3 separate regions of the Sus scrofa genome follow, and all the other regions are linked to region 3. Evidence: chromatin contacts called from public Hi-C and HiChIP or PLAC-seq data. All regions are on one chromosome and are shown on one strand. The core of a region is the stretch at or near the end of the contact, and the rest is flanking DNA. Distances in the headings are between cores, read along the strand shown. Region 1 holds the start of SAMD10 (sterile alpha motif domain-containing protein 10). Region 2 holds the start of RGS19 (regulator of G-protein signaling 19). Region 3 holds the start of SLC2A4RG (SLC2A4 regulator).

Region 1 (2,700 bases), core at 121-2,620, 160 kb before region 3:
CTCGATTAGCAGTCTGCACACGGGGGAACCTCAAACCTTGAGCCGGGGCGGCCCTGCTAACTGCGTGTACTCGATGCATTTCCGATACCTGCCTGTATGGGCAGGACCTATGGGTCCCCCGCCTCCCGGATCCGCCCTCCCTGCCCCCCGCCCAGTCGCCCTGGCCCCGGGGCAGGGCCTAACACAGCTCCGGGGGCTGCACACCCAGCCAGTTGTGTAGAGCTTATGCGGAGTGTATGTGTTGTGATCGCGTGTCCCCGGGTGCAGACTGCTTCCCTGGCTCTCCGCGCTCAGATTTCTGGACCCGATCCGGCAGCGCCGGTACCTGTACAGGCCCCCACCCCCACCATACCCTGAACATTCAGGTGCTTCTGGTGAGGGTGGGAGCCCAGATCCTAGGGAGCTAATTGATGAGCATAAATAAATGCACCAGGACAAGTTAGTATGCGGGCATGAGTGGTCACAGCATGTGGGTGAATTCCGTGTGTCCGTGGGCACAGGTGCAAGTCAAGCCACCTGTGCTCATATTTTAGGTGAATATGCATGACCGTCCTTGGCATACATGTCTGTGTGTCCATGTGCACGTTTGCTGAGGTGGCTGTGGGACATCCTCTGGCCCCCACATTCACCTGGGGAGAGCCCTCAGGCTCTAGGCAAAGCAAGCAAAAAGCTGGCCACATGTTTAGCCTTCTGCTGGACCAGGCAGCCCCCAGCCCACCCTAACCTTTCTCACTGGGGTCCTGGAGCAAACATAGCTCTCCTGCCTGCTGCAGCCTTCTCAGAGTTTCTCCCTCCTCCTTGCCCCCAGCCGAATCCCTTTCAGCACCACGCCCTGGACGCTGAGTCAGATTCTGGGTCTCCAGAGGGGAGGGGAGAGACCCTGCTGTCCTCCAGAAGTTTGCGGTGTTGTGGGGAATAAGAAAGGGTCGAACTGACTTCTCTGGGGAAACGAGTGCCCGTTGGACAGGGAGACCACTGGAGAGGTCTGGAGATGACGTGAATAAAGGAATAAGTAAACTGACATAGGAGAATGGGTTAGGTCTGGCCCTTGACCTGGCCCCCAGTGGACAGAAGCTCCCCGGAGCAGGTACACTACCCTCTCCCCTCCACACACGCACTCTTATGTCCCTGACTCAGATGCTCCTGCAGACCTCTGGATCTCCTGCCGGTGCACAGAGTCCCTTGTCCTTGCACGCCCAGGTGCGCACTGCCGGCCCGTGCCCTGGCAGGCACCGTTCGCATACGCAGATCCGCGCGCCGCCGACACACCTCCGAGTTCCCGGAGCGCGCCCGGCTCTCAGGGCTCAGCGGCAGGTGCCTCGCCGCGCAGACTCGCCGGGCGCGGGGACCGGCTCGGGCGCGGGGCCGGTTGGGGCGGGGCGGCGGCGCGCGTTCCCCGCCGGCCACACGGGCCGCCCTGCGCCCGGCGAGGGGCGTGTGCACAGGCGGGGGACCCGCGGGCCCCATGTTCACGGAGCTGAGGACCAAGCTGAGCCCCCCGCGAGGCCGCTCCGGGGCTGTGCGCGCCGGCTTCGGGGAGCGCCGGGATGTGGACGGTGAGCGGGCTGGACCGGGGCGCGGGAGTATCGGGGTCTGGGGGCTCGAGGACCGAGAGGGACAGGGGCGGGTCCTGGCGGACTCCGAATGGCAGCCGCACTCGGAGTGGGGGGCGCGCCCTGGTCGAACAGGGTCTCGGGTGTCTTTGTCCTGTGCCGGGGCGGGGGTGGGGTGGGGGCGGGCAGTCAGGCCTTGGGAATCAGCGCGCCTTGGTTTGGGAGAGGTGACCCGCTCGGGCTCCTGTCCCCAGGCGAGTAGCACCCCTTTGATCACCTTCTCCTTTGCGCGGAGAAAACCTTCCCCAGCCCCAGCAGTGGGGCCGAGGGGTGGCCGAGACCACAGCGGGACTCAGGCGCCCCCTCCCCATTTTCCTACTGGAAATCTGACATTGGGGCTAGAAGGCGGGACGCACCGATGGACGGACGAAGAGCCCTCCCCCCGGCGCGGACAGGAAATGGGCGGGGCCAAACTGGCCCGGGACAGGTGGCAGAGGCCTCCCACTAGTCCTACCGCCCCTGGCCGGCCTGCGCTGCGAGGCCCAGCGACCCAAAGCCCTGGGACCCCTGCAGGCCCCTGTTCCCTGGGAGGTGCCAGTCTTCTTCCCCCACAGTAGTTACTGCAAGGCACCTCCAGCGGCCACACCCTCTCTCTGACCCCAGGCCTCAAATTTAGAGTCGCCTGTGGCCACTGATACCAGAAAGTTGCAAGAATGGGGAGGAAGGGGGGTAGTGGGGGTGGGGGGTGGGGGGAAATAGTAAGACGTGGGTTTCCCCGCATTAATGAGACCTCCTGGGCACATCACCAAACCCTCCCCTCCCTAGGGGTGAGAGGTTGTGTCCACAGCAGGGAAGGTCTCCCTACGGCTGCGGGGGGTGGGTCCAAGGCCCTGGCCTGGGAACCTGATTCTGCCTGCTGAGTCAGGGGCTGGCGCCGCTATAACTTGGGGGCAAGGTTGGGTCCTGCTTCCTGTCTCTCCCCAGGGCCCTCTTGATGTGTGGACGTCACAGAGAATCTTGATCCATCCATTCATTCATCCACCGTGTTTCTGGGCACCTCCCATTTACCTGGAGCCATGCCAAGGGAGGGCCCCATCCAAGGGTCTGCCCTCCGCTGACTCATGTCAGCACCAGCACAGAAATGATG
Region 2 (2,700 bases), core at 92-2,591, 240 kb before region 3:
GTACTGGGGGCTGTGCGGGATCGGGCAGATCCTCAGGGCGGGGAGCTCACGCCCAAACCTGGGTCCGAAGGCCATCTCCAGCAGTACCTGCTGCAGAGCCTTGAATGAGCCCCTGCCGGGCCCACTTGGTTCTTCTCTCGGAATACGGCAGACTCTCCAGAGGGAGCACAGAGGACCCAGAGGGGCCGAGGCTGGGGGATGGAGAGACCCAAGTGGCCAGCAGACATGGGAGAGCAGCCAGAGGAAGGACAGTGTAGGGAGGACTGGGAAGGAGGGGGGCGGGCAGGGGGGTGCAAGGAGGGGCCCAAGATGCTAGAGGAGTGTGCTGACCCCACCCACGTCCAGCTGCCCCACGGGTCTCAGGAGGCGGGTGGCGATGCCACATGGGGCACCTTCGCCGCAGAATCAGCATAGCTATGTGACCTTGACTTAGCGCTGGCCTGACATCGTAGTCCTACTGCCCAGGACTGTTATCCAGGCTGAATAAGAAGCAGCCACAGGAGTTCCCTTTGTGACATAGCAGAAAGGAATCTGGCTGGGAACCATGAGTTGTGGGTTTGATCCCTGGCCTTGCTCAGTGGATTAAGGATCTGGCATTGCTATGAGCTGTAGTGTAGGTCACAGATGCACTCGGATCCCACGTTGCTGTGGCTCTGGCATAGGCTGTCAGCTACAGCTCCGATTCGTCCCCTAGCCTAGGAACCTCCATATGCCGCAGGAGCGGCCCTAGAAAAGGCAAAAAGACAAAAAAAGAAAAAAGAAAGAAAAGAAAAGAAAAAAGAAGAAGCAGCCACCTCAGGAGTTCCGGTTGTGGCTCAGCGGTAATGAACCCGACTAGTATCCATGAGGACACAGGTTCGATCCCTGGCCTCACTCAGTGGGTTGCTGTCAGCTCTGGTGCACGTCGAAGACAAAGCTCAGATCTGGAGTTGCTGTGGCTGTGGTGTCAGCCAGCAGCTGCAGCTCTGATTCGACCCCTAGCCTGGGAACTTGCATATGCCGAAGGCGCCGCCCTAAAAAGACCAAAAAAAAGAAAAGCAGCCACCTCCCCTCTGGGCAGGCTTCTGGCCTCTGCCCTGGCCAGCCAGTCAGTGTGGCAGCCAGGCGGTTCCCTGGTCCCATCAGCCAGGCTCACAGCCTCAAGAGGCACCCAGCCTCCAGGACCCCGGCCCCGCACTCTCCTGCAGCTGGGCTTTGGGCCTCCCAGGCCCCTGCCCTGCTGTACTTCGGGCTCCAGCTCCGTCCTCTGTTGAGCAGGATGCAGGACTCCTGCAGCTCTCTCCTGTGCTATGGCTCTCCTTAGCCCTCCTTACCTCTCACCCAGTCTGCGAGTCCACTTCTTGTCTACTCCAGGGCTGGTCTGTCCTGCTCACCACCAGGTCCCACCGCCTGACACGAAGGGGGCACCCAGAGACTTGACGGATGGATCAGCAGCACATCGGGCTTCCCTTTAGACCCCCAAGTGCTCTGAAAAACGTGAGCAGGTAAACGTGCAACTGGAACGCAGCGTTTGCTCAGGGCCCCCGGGCGCCAGGCTGAGGGCCTGCAGTGGGACAGGAGCTGCACTCGGTCGGAGTCCCCCTGGCCTCGGACCGTCTGCAGACCACTTCCAGAGTGGGGTCAGGGCCACCCAGACACCAGCCTGAAGCATGCTGGGATAAGGAATTTAACTCCCAGCTGTACGGGGTCATAAAACAGGAGGGGAGTTGGCCCAAGAGAAGGGACAGACATTCGTGGCAAAGGGGAGGGTGTGGCTTTAAACTTCAGAACCTCCTGGGGCAACTGGAGGGATTGAAAGAGACTCCGCCAGGCCCCTCGGATCCCCCCAGCAGAAGAACCGGTGCCCCCAGTCCCCACTGGCACCGCGACAGGGAACCCCCTTCCTTGGGAAGGGCCCCTCCAGCCCCGTGACAGTTCACAGGTGAGGACACCCAGTGTCAGAGGCGAGGGCCGGGCCGGAGTGACCGCCGGACAGTGCTTTCCGGCGGCCCCTCCCTTCCTCGAGCGGGGCAGGAGGCCTGGGGGGACCCCGGAGTCTCGTGGACGCCCCACAGCACCGGCAAAGCTGGACCCGCTCCGCTGAGCCGAGCTGGGGGCACGGCCACACCCCCAGCTACGCCGGAGGCCCCCTCATCAGCACCTCGTCTCCCCCGGCCACCCCCAGCCACGGGGAGGGCGGGGGGGGGGGCGCCGCGCGCCGGGCTGTGGGGGGGGCGCGGAGCCGGCCGAGCGCGGGGCGGGGCGGGGCGCGCCGGGCGGGGCGGGCCGGGCCGGGCCGGGCACCTCCCCGCGCGAGGAAGTCCCGGCCCCGCGCTTTGGGGAAGTGCGGCCGAGGCGCCTGCGCACTGCACCCTGCGCCCGCTCCCCGACGATCCGGCCGGACCTCGGAGCGCGCTGGCCGGCGGCTGCGGCGCGAGCGGCTCGGGAGCGCGGCGGGTGAGTGTGCGCGCGCGCGGCGCCGAGACCGCGGCCCTGCCCCTCCCGCCCGGGGCCCCCGGGGCCGTGCGGGGCGGGAGCCTGGGAAACCCGCGCCCGGATCAGCACCCCAAGGACTCCCGCCCCGGGGTCCACGTGGACCCTGGGCCGCGGAGAGACTGGGGCCGGTCCCCGCGCGTGGGGGAGGGGGCGTTGCAACCGGGTTCCCCTTTTTCTGCAGCTCAAAGCCTGGGGAAGTGATTGCTCAAAGGGGGGGGCCGGAAG
Region 3 (2,700 bases), core at 68-2,567:
CACCGAGGCTTCTTCAGACCCTGGTGCTGGACAGGGGTCTGAGGGAGGCCCCACCCGTGGGGCCAGGCCCGGCTAGCCCCAGCCCTCCCCCCAGTCACACATTAACCAGGGTTGTGCAACAGCAGCTGTGGGCCTAGCGCCAGGCCTGGGAGGGCGGGAGCAGCCGGCAGTCAGCAGCAGCCAGGGGAGACTGGGCTCCAGGCATAAGTGGGCCCCCAGGCCCCAGCGGGCCGTGCCAGAGCCCACCCCTGCTTTCACAGCCACCGTGGGGTGTCAGGCTCCTGGGAAGGTTTCCCTGCAAGCAGGGCCGGGGAGCTGGCCATCAGAGGCTGGGGGATTGCTGGACAGTTGATTCCACACAGGCTGAGCGGATGGGTCTTCTGCACAGACTGACAGCCGCCCCCTCCCAGTTCTGCGCTCTGGCCCCCAGGGTGCGGGGGGAACAAGGGTTACTAACACAGTGTCATTTCTGCTCAACTCCTGCAGGGCGGGAGAGCAGGAAGGTGGGGACGGAAACCCACTTCAGGACCCTGACCTGCCCTCCACCAGGCCGCCTGCAGGGCTAGGGTCCGGAAGGCTCCAGCCCGGGTCCCACCCACCACCTCTGCACACACAGGCGCACGTGTGCACACGCCCACCTCGGCCTGGCTCGCGGCCCCGGCTCACCTATGCGCTGGCACCGGGATGTGCGCCGACGGCGCCGGGGGCCCCGCCGTCCCCGCTCCCGCCCCCGGGGCCCCGAGGTCCGCGGCCCGCGGCTTCGGCTCCTGCGGCAGCGCGAACTCCGAGGCGGGGCCCTGCGGACGCGGCCGGCTCAGCGGGAGCAGCGGCCCGGTCCCCGCCCCCGCCCCCACCCCGACCCGCTGGTGCCCGCCCCCAAACCGGCGGCGGCCGGTGCGGCCCCGCCCCCGGCCCCGCCCCCGGCCGCCGCGGCGGGAAGCGCTCCGGGCGCCGGCCCAGCCGCGCCGGACCCACGGACACGCGCGGCGATGCGCCGCCCCCGCCCGCCCCGCCCCGGGGCCCAAAGTTCGTGCAGCCCGACGCCATCTTCGTAGCGGGAACTTTGTCGGTGTCCCGGCCCGGTACCTGCGGCGGCGCGGGCACCGACACGGGTGCGGCCGTAGGGTCCCGGCCGGCGGCGCGGAGCGAGGGGCGCCCGTAGCCAGGACCGGGCGCCGGGGGGCGCGTGGCCTCCATGGCCGGCCGGCCGGGCACCGAGCCTGCAGCGGCGAGGGCGGACGCTTGGGACGCGGCCCCGGGCCGGGCCGGGCCGGGCTGGCCGGGCCGCCGACCCCCGCCCTGGATCGGCCACCGCCCGCGCCGCGCCGCCCGGAGGCTGCCGGCCGGCCCCGCCCCCTCTGCGCGGCCTGAGGCCCCGCCCCCGGCCGGCCCCGCCGCGCGCCCATTGGCCCGCCCCGCGGCCCCGCCCCAGGCCCGCCCCGCCCCAGGCCCGCCGCTCCCGCGCAGGCTGCTCCCGCGCCGGCCCGGGAGGGGGCCCGTCTCCCGCTGCCCGCGCTCCCCTGTCGCCCGCGCGGGCCGCCTTCCTCTCCGGGTGCTCCTGCGCGAGCTGCCGGATCCGGGAGGGGGCCGTGCCTACTTGGCGGGCTTCCCGGGAGCAGGTTATTCTTTAACGCACGACTGCCCACCTCCCTCACCCCTTATGTAACTCCAGGGCTGGGTGGCGGAGCCCTCGCTGGCGTTCAGGGTCCAGGTCCCCCCCTAGGGCGGCCACCGTGCGGGCCAGCTCACCGCCCGAGGGCCCACTCAGCGTGGGGACTCGCCCCTCAGGACTTGCCTCCCTGCCCACTCGGTCTTCTGAGCCCGACTAGCCGGCAGCCCGAGCTGACGGGGCCCAGCCACCGGGCCGGCTCCGCGGGAGGGAGCCGTTCCCAAGCGGGTGGTGTTCACTCCTTCCAGACACGCCCCCAGCCCCCAGGCTTTCAAGAAGAGCCAGCCGAGGCTCGGCGGTGTTGCGGCTCCGGCTCCGGGAGCCGGGGGGGTTTATTGAGACGCTGCCCTGGAAAGGCTGTGGCAGCCAGGACCAGGCTGGCAGCCCTGCTCTCTGGAACCCGTGCCGGCCGCTGTGTGTGTAGGAGAAGTCGGGGGTGCACCCCGCTCTGGAGGCAGGGAGTTCATGGAGCCGGCGAGGGAGGCTCCCCCGGCAGGATTAGACAGGAAGCAGGGGGTCTCCATGCCCGGCCTATGGCCCCTCCTGCCAAGAGCTAGAGCTTGGAGGCTCCAGGGCCCCCCATCTCCTGGATGCTCTCATACACGTTTTCCAGGAAGCTCCCGTTCACACCCACGCTCTTCGGTGGGAGGGCGTCATAGGCCAGGTCACCCCCCAGAGCTAAAACTGTGCCCCCACCCTTGGGGTCTGGCTGGTCTGAGGCAGGTCCGGGGTCCCTCCTTTTAGGCTTGCTGACCTTGGAGTACAGGCTGTCCACCTGGAGAGAGGAAGCCCACCAGGGAAGGGTCAGACCAGCCACTCTGCCAGACATCCTCCCCCCACCACCACCCCCTTCACTTTACCTGATTGGCTGGGATGACCTCAGCACGCCCCTGCCCCAGGCCCTGGGGGACCTGGCCTGTCCCCTTGAGCTTCTGGATGCAGGCATACTCAGACGCCACCGGTCTGGCCTCAGGCCCCAGCCTGGCACAGCTGTGTGCCCCTACCCACACCCCAGAGCCGAATGCCAGCCT

What was found. A called contact is a pair of places that touch in the nucleus more often than the background predicts. HiChIP or PLAC-seq counts read pairs in DNA pulled down with a chosen protein or histone mark.
Region 1: a Hi-C map of liver shows a contact between it and region 3, with 4 times the contacts expected there. The contact joins the promoter of SAMD10 here to the promoter of SLC2A4RG in region 3. A contact is called at or near these places in 1 of 5 promoter capture datasets (liver), 4 of 47 Hi-C or Micro-C datasets (embryonic fibroblasts, heart right ventricle, liver and 1 more) and 1 of 2 datasets of contacts at active chromatin or transcription factors (alveolar macrophages).
Region 2: an H3K27ac HiChIP or PLAC-seq map of alveolar macrophages shows a contact between it and region 3. The contact joins the promoter of RGS19 here to the promoter of SLC2A4RG in region 3. A contact is called at or near these places in 1 of 5 promoter capture datasets (fetal skeletal muscle), 1 of 47 Hi-C or Micro-C datasets (embryonic fibroblasts) and 1 of 2 datasets of contacts at active chromatin or transcription factors (alveolar macrophages).

The regions. Positions count from the first base shown.
Region 1 is chr17:62,812,663-62,815,362 of Sscrofa11.1, reverse strand. It overlaps SAMD10 (sterile alpha motif domain-containing protein 10), which reads left to right and starts at 1,370. Exons shown (of 5, transcript XM_021077668.1): 1 at 1,370-1,556. The coding sequence starts at 1,466.
Region 2 is chr17:62,894,790-62,897,489 of Sscrofa11.1, reverse strand. It overlaps RGS19 (regulator of G-protein signaling 19), which reads left to right and starts at 1,341. Exons shown (of 6, transcript XM_021077657.1): 1 at 1,341-1,484.
Region 3 is chr17:62,654,609-62,657,308 of Sscrofa11.1, reverse strand. SLC2A4RG (SLC2A4 regulator) reads right to left here and starts at 1,317. Exons shown (of 7, transcript XM_021077469.1): 1 at 1,087-1,317; 2 at 667-797. The coding sequence starts at 1,197. It overlaps LIME1 (Lck interacting transmembrane adaptor 1), which reads right to left. Exons shown (of 5, transcript NM_001244490.1): 4 at 2,530-2,700; 5 at 2,056-2,444. The coding sequence ends at 2,223.